Regions from separate parts of the Zea mays genome. Here region 2 is linked to region 1. The links are chromatin contacts, called in public Hi-C maps. All regions are on one chromosome and are shown on one strand. Each heading gives the region's core, a stretch centred on a gene start, on an enhancer-like site or on the middle of the called end of the contact. The rest is flanking DNA. Distances are from core to core; before and after follow the strand shown.

Region 1 (4,676 bases), core at 354-2,853:
GCCAAACTTGCAGGCACCATCGATCAATCTGAATCGTTGACGACTTTGCCCACGCGGCCGGGAGACCTGTGTGACCGGCCGGCGGCATTATTCGGGCAGACCCAATTACCAGCGTCAAGGGGGGGAGGTGCGGTGCGGCGATCAGTTATTATTAGTTGGGGAGTGGCAGTTCAGGTGCGGCCGTCGCTGATCGGGCTAGCCGCCCACACTCCAGCTCCAGCTCCAGCGCAGCGAATTCAAGTTTCAGGCGGCGTTTGTGCCGCCTCCGATCGAGCTCATCATCAGCTGTGACCAGGTCTCCCGACCACCCGCGCAGACCCCATGCATCCCGGCCGGCCCAACGCTGCTTCCTGCTTCGTTCGCGCATAACCTCCTGCCAACGGTTCCGGTCGACCCAGTCCACTGCCTCAAGTGATTTCTACATGTTTTTAGTAAACGTCTTCAAATCCCTTGCTGTTGTTGTCTGAACACATGTGACATACTCGATCTCTGTATTATTATTTTCTGATTTTTTTATATGCCATGCTTGTCTTTAAGTCATGATGACCTGCGCAGTACGAGCGTGTGTGATATATGGCCTCAAAACACCGTCCACATCACAGGGGCGGATCCATGAAAACGAAGGAAAAAAAAAGAATTCAGAATGGAACAGATATAACCTCACTGTACAAGTGTTAACTAGCCCTCGTCTGCAATTCTGCATAGTCCGAGCAACATTTGAACGCATTCACTTTTCTGTTAATCCCGCAAATGTATGGACTGTGGCATTTATATTGCTCAGTAGCCAGAAACACTGCTGAAGTTGATTAGTTCAGGCCTTGCACATTTAGAGTATAACTAATGCTGCTACTAATAAGTAGCTACTTGCGATGCTGCATCCGTAGGAGTATCGCACTCACCGCAAAGGCCAAAGGCCTCGCATGTGCATCTAAAGTCAGGTACAGTGGAGAGATATCAAAACGGTTCTCAAAGCACAAGAGATAACTATTAATAAATACAGAAGTAGATACATCTATACAACATCAGATCGATAAAACGGAAGACGAGTTCTTACAGTGCAAAGTGAGACGTCTGTCGCTATTTAGGTTACGAGCCAGATATATCTATTCAAGCATAGATGACTTCACGATTTTTTTTTAAAAAACTCAATTTTTAAACACCTCTAAAACATCTACATTAAACAACATTGTATATGCCCTAATCAGCTTTCCCTACTGTAACCCGGTGACAGCGGTGCGCGGTGCAAGTACAAGTACAGGTGCCCGCAGCCACACAGGCTACAGTAGTACAGTTCTACACGAAATCAATGGCTAGCAGAAGACAGATGCCTGTGTTTGGACTGGAGCACGAGGGAGTCAGGCATGGCGGCAGGACCTGCCGCAGCAGCAAATGCAATGGACTCGCTCAGACAGGAGTCTATGATGAACGAGACAGCAGGGGAGGAGGAAGGGCTGCGAGAGCGCCGAGAAAATATCCAAAACCCAACTCCCAACCGCACATGCGGACGCGTGGGGATGCTTCTCGCCGCCTTCCCGCGCGCTACCGGCTGGGCTATTGTTCATTGGCAGGTAGCCCGGGGACTCGGGAGGCCGGGACGGCGGACGGGGACGCGGTTGCAGCAGCGGTCGTCAGCCCGGTGGTCGGCACAGTGGGCACTGGGCACCGCCGGGGAGACTGAGACTGGCATAATAATGAGGCCGCTGCGGGAGCTAGCGCGCGCTGAGTGGCCAACGCCAGGCTACGCACGCAGGTCGATTGGCCGGGGCACTGGCCGCGAAATTTAAAACAGCTTGATTGCCATCGCAACGCAGCAGAGCATGGCAGTTTTACCTCGGCAGGCAGCTGCGTACTAGCACTGGTACAAGTTGTACGGTACGGACAGAGGTAACCACTAGAGCAAGACAGCAAGTATATATATAATAGGTATATGCCCGTGCGTTGCAACGGGGGCACTTATACACAAATATGTCATTGTTTAGTGATACTATCAAGAATCAACTCAACAATCATAACAAGTGAGTTGATCTAGGTACTTCACTAAATCATAGTTACATGCCCGTGCGTTGCGACGGGAGTAAAAAATAGATACAGATCGACAGACATCACTATGATATACAAAATGCAGACAAGTACATAGCTTCTGTTAATAATCGTTTGTGATGGACGTCAAATACCAAAATCGACTATAGAAAATATTGGATCCTTTCCCCTTTCACAAACTATGTCTTAACAAAGTTTCAAGTCACATGCACTGCATGAGAAAAAATAAGTTACCACAGAAAAAGATGGTACAAACATTATGCCATTGTAGACCTTATACTTGGACAAGAACATCACAAGAGAAGCAGAACAAAGCTACACCGCCAAGATCCAGAAGTAGACAATCTTCGTGGGCTTCCACCGGAAAGTTGATCACTATACCAAACTTTTAATTCTCTGTATCATCATTATCCTCTTCCACTTGATCGACAACACGAGCATCCAACGTTACGCTCGGTGCCCAGACCAGCAGCTTTGCACCTTCTTGAATCAAGCCCTGCAGGCTGCAACTCCCTTTTGCTCAAACCTGTCCATGAAATCATCAGAGCGCTCGCATGGCAGATAATTTCATTAGGTGATTTAATTAGAATATTCTCAAAGCATATTCTATTCCTTGATTTCTAGATGGCCCAACATATGGCCGAAACGGCCACGATATGAACATGTTTGGTTTGTGGCACAAGCTTCTGCAACCACAACCAGCACTGGTTCACATCAGAAATGTATGGTCCGGTTGCATTTTGGATACTATAGACTTGAATGCTTAATGGCCTATAGCTGAGAAAATGTTTAAACTGGTACGATTCTGAATTCAAATAACATATGTGCTTTTATACAACCACCTAAGTCTAGTACACTATCATAGAACTCCATAAGTAGCACCTTGAATGAACTTAGAACATGCTAAAATGCACAGATATGATTATCAAATTTCCTAGGCAAAAGTACATCAATTACCTAAAAAGAAATGAAAGTCATAATATCATTGTCATATCAAAGCTATATTCTCATATCAAAATTATCTGATACTGTAATCTCTAATCCAAAAATATAAACAGAAAATGAATGCTCGGAAATCATAATTACAAATATTCAAGCTTAAGCAACTTCCCAATGGCAGCTGGCAATGGACCACCAAGATATCTGTTTGAGCCAGATCTCTGCAAAGCAATGCTCAGAAAGTGAGTGATTGAGTCGTAGTGTAAACTGTGAAACATAGAAGCATCTTTCAAAAGAAAAAGTTACATTATGGCGATACTCACAAGATCCTTAGCTTAGTCAGACTTCCTATATCATCACTCAGACGTTTTAGTTTTTGTCTTCAATGTGGCTAACCTCCACGACATAATCCCTCATGAGCTTTGTATTGGCCTCATCAACAATCTGTAGACAGTGGAAGGCAACAGAGCATAACAAATTGCGACACTAAACAATGTTGTTTTTTCTAAAAAATTACTGGATGTGATCTGTCTTTTGGAGATAATTGACACGATTTTACTGAGCAACAAATAGTAGATGGGGCAGAAGATTAATAACTCAACCTTGAATGATAATTTCTTCAAATTGTTCCGCTAAAATTCGTTCTTCACATATGCAGATTGGACCTACAGTCGCACTAATACATCACCCAACCCCTGTTAGGGTTAGGGTTTCCCATTCTAACTCATTTGAATCCCTTCCAAACATAGGCAGTGAAAACTAAGTTGAATTAGAATATGGCACCAGTTACGAATGCTCTCTGATCAGTACGCACCTCTAGAATCCTCATGGTTGTTTGCTTCCAGGACGAGACGAGAGATGAAACCACATATGCCTCAGTAATTTCATACGCTGTTTCACCAAAGGATCGAAGCCAGTAAAACAGCATGCGGTTCAAGAACTGGACTTACCGAGTCCCTTGAGCCTTGGAGACTCGTGTATCATCTTTTCGTAGAAAATCTCAGTGTCATTCATAGAGGTACCGGTGATGAACTCATTCAACTTGAATTAAGCTTCCCTATTGTAACTTTTATTGATGATCCAAATAAACGAGTGAAAAAGTAATCAAAGTACCATTTGGAGTCCCTTTGGCAATCACTTGGGACATGAAATCTCAAATTAATTTTAGTATACAAATTAATTTTCAGAATAAAGAATGCCAACCTCAAGCTGAGCAAGGACAATGCGGACATCGATGTAGTTAAAGAAGTGGCTTGAGGTTGATCATTGCCTTCTGCTCCAGTGAACCCTCCCCAAAGACTGAATGATCACCAACCACAACCATAATATATAAGTGCGGTGACTATGCAGTGCAGTTGCTAAATGGATCAAGGAGGAGCAAAGTAGATGCAGATGGAGAGTCGAGAAGTGAACGATTAGGTACCTAGAACGTACATCTTGCTGCACCTCCACTGGGAGGAGGACGCGCCCAACCTAGGCACCTTTGAGCGGAAGGACGGCGACACTGCACTCCATGACCAAGAAGCGCACACTCACTCTGCTCTAGCGCTCTTCACTGATGCAACGTGGACCTGAAAGTATGCCAGATAGGCGTCGCGTGGATATAAAGTCAAAAATGGCGTAGGAGATATTTGCCGGGTACCAGGTCTATTCCTACATATAAGTACATAGCTTCTTCTAACCTAAAATGCACAATA
Region 2 (4,766 bases), core at 1,096-3,595, 160 kb after region 1:
ATCAACCTAACAAGAAAATTCGATTCTAGGTAGGGGTTCATTGTTGTGGAGTTTGTAAAGGCAAGGTTGAGTGAAGTATGCAAGCCTCACTCGCTATTTATAAAAGAAGTACTAGAGATGGCAACGGGTACAAACCCGCCGGGTTTTGCTATCCCAAACCCGTACCCATGAAAAATATTTACACCCATTAAAAAACCCGTACCCGTGACGGGTTTGAAATTTTGCCCAAACCCGTACCCATCGGGTTAGCGGGTACCCACGGGTTACCCGCGGGTTTTATCTCCAATATACTTATTCTTTTTATAATCAATAAGTATCGTAATGATTAATGAGATCATGGTCCAAAATTTATGTAATGAACAACGAGTTCATGATTTGGTATAAAAATATTAGTAGAGAGAATTAAATACAAATAATAAGTTGTATAATCAAGTTACCTTACACTAAGTTATACATCCACCACATATATAACGCTAATAATAACTATAATAGCAAGCAAGCAACACTCTCACCAACTACTTATACATTCACTATTTGATAAAAAAATAGGAAGTAAATAGGTAGTTAACAAGTTTGTTGTTCGTTTATAAAATAAAATGACAATATACACTAGGTTTGGTCGGGTTTAAAAAACCCACGGGTTCACGGGTTTGGGTACTATAGGAACAAACCCGTACCCATGAACCCGTCGGGTATACATTTATGCCCATTAACAAACCCATGGGTATGAAAATTGACCCAAACCCGTACCCTAATGGGGTAAAACCCCATCGGGTTTCGGGTTTCGGGTACCCATTGCCATCTCTAAGAAGTACGCTTCGGAGACAAGCCATTCGGTTGCCGTGCAGGGGAAGCAAAGCAAGTCGATGGCTTCTCGAAGAAGAGTTGTGGCTTACGGTGGAAGCTTGTCAATTTAAAAACATATTTTCGTACCGATAAAATACTATACGACGTTTTATCGACAACAATTACACACAACAAAACAGTCAATAGTATTTAATATTGACAATTCGAATTTATTAATTTAAAAATTAATAAATACACTTTTTTGCGCATCATTTGTATAGCGTGAATTGGGAAGAAAACAGAAAAAGAAATGGAAAAAGGGAATCTGTTAACACTGTAGCTTTAGGGGACCGAATTTAGGGGACGCTGCTGAAGACTGAGAATATATAGAGGACATAATCTTTTAGAGTGTTCTGTAAAGAACAGAAAATATTCTTTTAGGGGGACGCTGCTTGAGACAGCCTAAGCCTATCTATTATAGAATCTACTCAATTGTTCTGTGATTTGTGCAAATGTAACAGTTACAACAGATGCGAATACTTTGCCTACAAACAATATAGCATCTTCGACAATAAAATTACAAAATATTTTTGACGCGCGCAGGACGTGCGCCAGTGACTAGTAATTTTAAAAGTAGACAATAATTCATACTGACGGCATAGCAGGAACAAGTAACAAAACAGTGAAAGATTGCACATGCCGCACAAGCAAACAGAGTTTCTTTTTGAGGAATCAGCGAACAGAGTTTCTTGTGAACACCAGAGTGCCTGGTGGATTGATGAAGCGTGAAGCAGCAAAAAAGTGCCAAAAACGTTTCGTCGGCTGGAGAAAGGCCAAAACCCTTCAGACCTGCGCCTCCCTATTTTCGCATTCGAGTTTAGATCAAGAATTCGCCAATATGGAACTCATTTCTCTCTAATCTCACATTCATTGCAAAGAAGACTATCATTGCCATTGGCTCCTAGCAATTTGCACTTCGATAACTTACAATTGCAACGCAGGTAATGTACAGCTGGGGCTCAATGACCGTACTCCCTAGCTGAAAACTCTAATCTCTGAGATAAAATACTGTAGAATCAATATAATCCGATACAGATTAAAGCTAAGGGCGTGTTCGGCTGGCTACAAGCCGACACTGTTGCAGCTGTTTGGACTGCTGCAGCTGCAATCCATAGAGAGAAAAATACTGTAGAAGCCGCAGCCGCAGCCGGATTGCAGCCGCAGCAAGCCGCAGCGAACAAGCTGTAAGCGAACAGTCTTGGTAGACTGCTGCTGCAGCTGTCTATTCTCAGCAGAACACTGTCTTTTCCAATTTTCTGAAAACTATAAAATTGTTGGTGTAGTGGAAGAAATCTTGCGTTCAAGAGAGCCCCCAACCATACACAAGCTTTGCATCCAATAGCCCACCCACCAGCTGCGAAATCTCCTCCAAACAACAACTGAACCGGACAAAGAAAGAAGGCCAAAAAGGGAGTCTCCTTTCCAAGTTCAAAATTCGAAACGTCCCAAGAGAAACCGAAACCACCATAAAAACCAGCAACCAACCGTCATCGCCGCACAAGCGCACGCACTCCTCGCCGTGGACCAACTCCGAAGCCCCATCCCGTCCCAACTCCCAAGAGCCGAACGCGAGCGGCGGCCGCCATGGCGCGGTGCAGCAACGGCCTCCTGGGTCTCCTCAACGCGGGCGTGCTGGTCCTCGCCATCGTCGCGCTGGGGGGCGGCGCCTGGCTCAGCCACCGCGCGTCCACCACCGACTGCGAGCGGTTCCTCGAGCGGCCCGTCATCGCGCTGGGCGTGCTCCTCCTCGCGCTCTCCCTCGCGGGCCTGGCCGGCGCGCTCTGCCGTGCCTCCTGCCTCCTCTGGCTCTACCTCCTCGCGCTCTTCCTCCTCATCCTGCTCCTCTTCGCATTCACCGTCTTCGCGTTCGTCGTCACCAACCGCGGCGCCGGGTGGGTCGTCTCCGGCAGGGGGTACAAGGAGTACCGCCTCGGGGACTACTCCACCTGGCTGCAAAGGAGGGTGGAGAACTCGCAGAACTGGGCCAAGATCCGCAGCTGCCTCCAGGACGGCAAGGTCTGCCAGAAGCTTGCGTCCAGAAAGGAGACGGCCGCCCAGTTCGTCAACAGCAACCTCTCCCCGATCCAGGTACATGCACCGACTGCCGAGTTCTCCACGTTCTAAGTATTCCTGGATTATTGAATGTCAACAGAATTGCTGATTCTGTTCCGCATTTTCCTTTCGGGTGGATGAAGTTTACATCACACAATTTGTCTCCAATGAAGGCTTTTTTGGTAGATTTATTCGATTTATCATAGATCTCTACAATCATTATAATCCTGTAGATTTGCGTCATTTGCGGAAGTGTTGAATGTTGATTTCAAGTTTTTGTTCTGTTAGATTTTACGAGATTATAAATTATAATGATGAGCGACAGGCTTATCTGTTTGTGCGCATGGAGTTAGTACTGTTTGATGAATTTTGCGTAGGACCCTACAAGAATAGTTTAGATTCCACTTTTCACAAGTTTGAGCATGTACCCCAACGATTCATATGCTGCATTATTAATTCATTTGTTAGTTCCACTTGCGTTGTCTTTGAGCGTGGCTGCAGTTGCTTGGCTCTAGATACATCAAGCAGTTTCAGAGTGCTTTGGGCGGTTATGCCAATTTGTTGGTAAACAATATAATTTTTTACGGCAGCCCATGTTTTATATGAATCTATGCCGCGGGTATTTCAGTTCCGGCGAACTGTACCACCACTATTCTTATACTGCATTGTTGGTTAATACCCTAGTTCCTCTTCAATTATCTTTGGGTGTGGCTGTAGTAACTTGTCTATAGATCCAGAAATCAATTTCTAACTGCATTAGATGGTTATACCAGTTCATCGGTAAAGATCAATTGAAGTCTTTATATAGTTATTAATAAACTGATGTTTCTGGTAAACCACCGTGACAGCGTGACTGAATTTCATGGCACGTCCATGTAATACAATTTTCTGAAGAAGCAAGAGCAATGTGCTATAATTCCATAAGCATAACTGCCTTGGTGAATGGTAATTTGTTCTTTTTGTATCTGGGCATCCGTTGTTGTGCTGAAAAAAAAATTGTATGATCCTTGTACCAAGAGGTGCTTCTGGTTGTAAGTTGGATTTGGAGGTACCAAATTCCATTCCATATTATAATTGTACTACTCATCTGAAATTTGGCATTGGGTCTATCACTGAGATATAATGATTTGCTGAACTTAGGGCCTGTTTGGAACCACCAGTTTTTAAGAAACTGGTTTATGGAAACTAGTTGGTTCCAAACATACCAGTTTATGCCCCAGTTTATAGAAATTGGATTCACGATTTCTTTAAAAACCAAGAGCCTAACCTCTCCTAGCTAAAAAAAAAAACTGGTTTCTTAAAAACTGGATTGCTTCCAAACATCACATTAGTCTTATTTGTCATTTTGCCTAAGGGTGTTTGCTTTAGATTGTCATGTTAGCTTTTGTGAATTACCAACAAATGATGCTGACGTTTGATAGACCTTCCTCACTCCTCAGTACCATAATTTATGGGTAAGGGTATCGTATTATTGGTTTGTGGAGCAGGGTACTCTTACATGGGGACCATGATCATGTTTATATAATCAAAACGTGTCTACTTCAGCCTTGACTTTTGAGCCAAATGTTCACTGAATATAGGAGTTTCTCTGGATGAACTGGGTTTTTTTTCTGAGCTGTTAGCCAACATTTGAAATTCCATTTCTTGCCTTTTCTGCAACGCCCCTCCACTGGCAGTTCCCTTGTGAATGTGTACCTGAATAATTTATCATTGATGGTTTCATTCCTGTAATTTACTGAAACCAAAGTGGCATGTTGTCTGTTGACCTTGCTATATGACCGCTTCACAGCCCTTAGCAATATTCTACTCCACCCAGTACATTTTGCTTGAACTTTACGCATTTTCATTCCATAAAGAAACTGATTCCT

The links. Hi-C and Micro-C count contacts between places; a contact is called where the count stands out from the background.
Region 2: a Hi-C map of ear shows a contact between it and region 1, with 2.5 times the contacts expected there. The contact joins the promoter of LOC100285287 here to the enhancer-like site in region 1. A contact is called at or near these places in 4 of 25 Hi-C or Micro-C datasets (ear, leaf, leaf mesophyll and 1 more).

The regions. Positions count from the first base shown.
Region 1 is chr9:110,320,423-110,325,098 of Zm-B73-REFERENCE-NAM-5.0, forward strand. It overlaps the pseudogene LOC111590168. Among protein-coding and RNA genes, the nearest start is that of LOC103638844, 7.8 kb to the left of the region's middle. Within about 2 kb of position 1,604, at least 10 of the 20 cell types and tissues checked have an H3K27ac peak or open chromatin away from gene starts, as enhancers often do. A contact at or near this core is called in ear, leaf mesophyll and tassel, where this site is marked.
Region 2 is chr9:110,479,645-110,484,410 of Zm-B73-REFERENCE-NAM-5.0, forward strand. LOC100285287 (senescence-associated protein DH) reads left to right here and starts at 2,346. Exons shown (of 2, transcript NM_001399012.1): 1 at 2,346-2,934. The coding sequence starts at 2,431.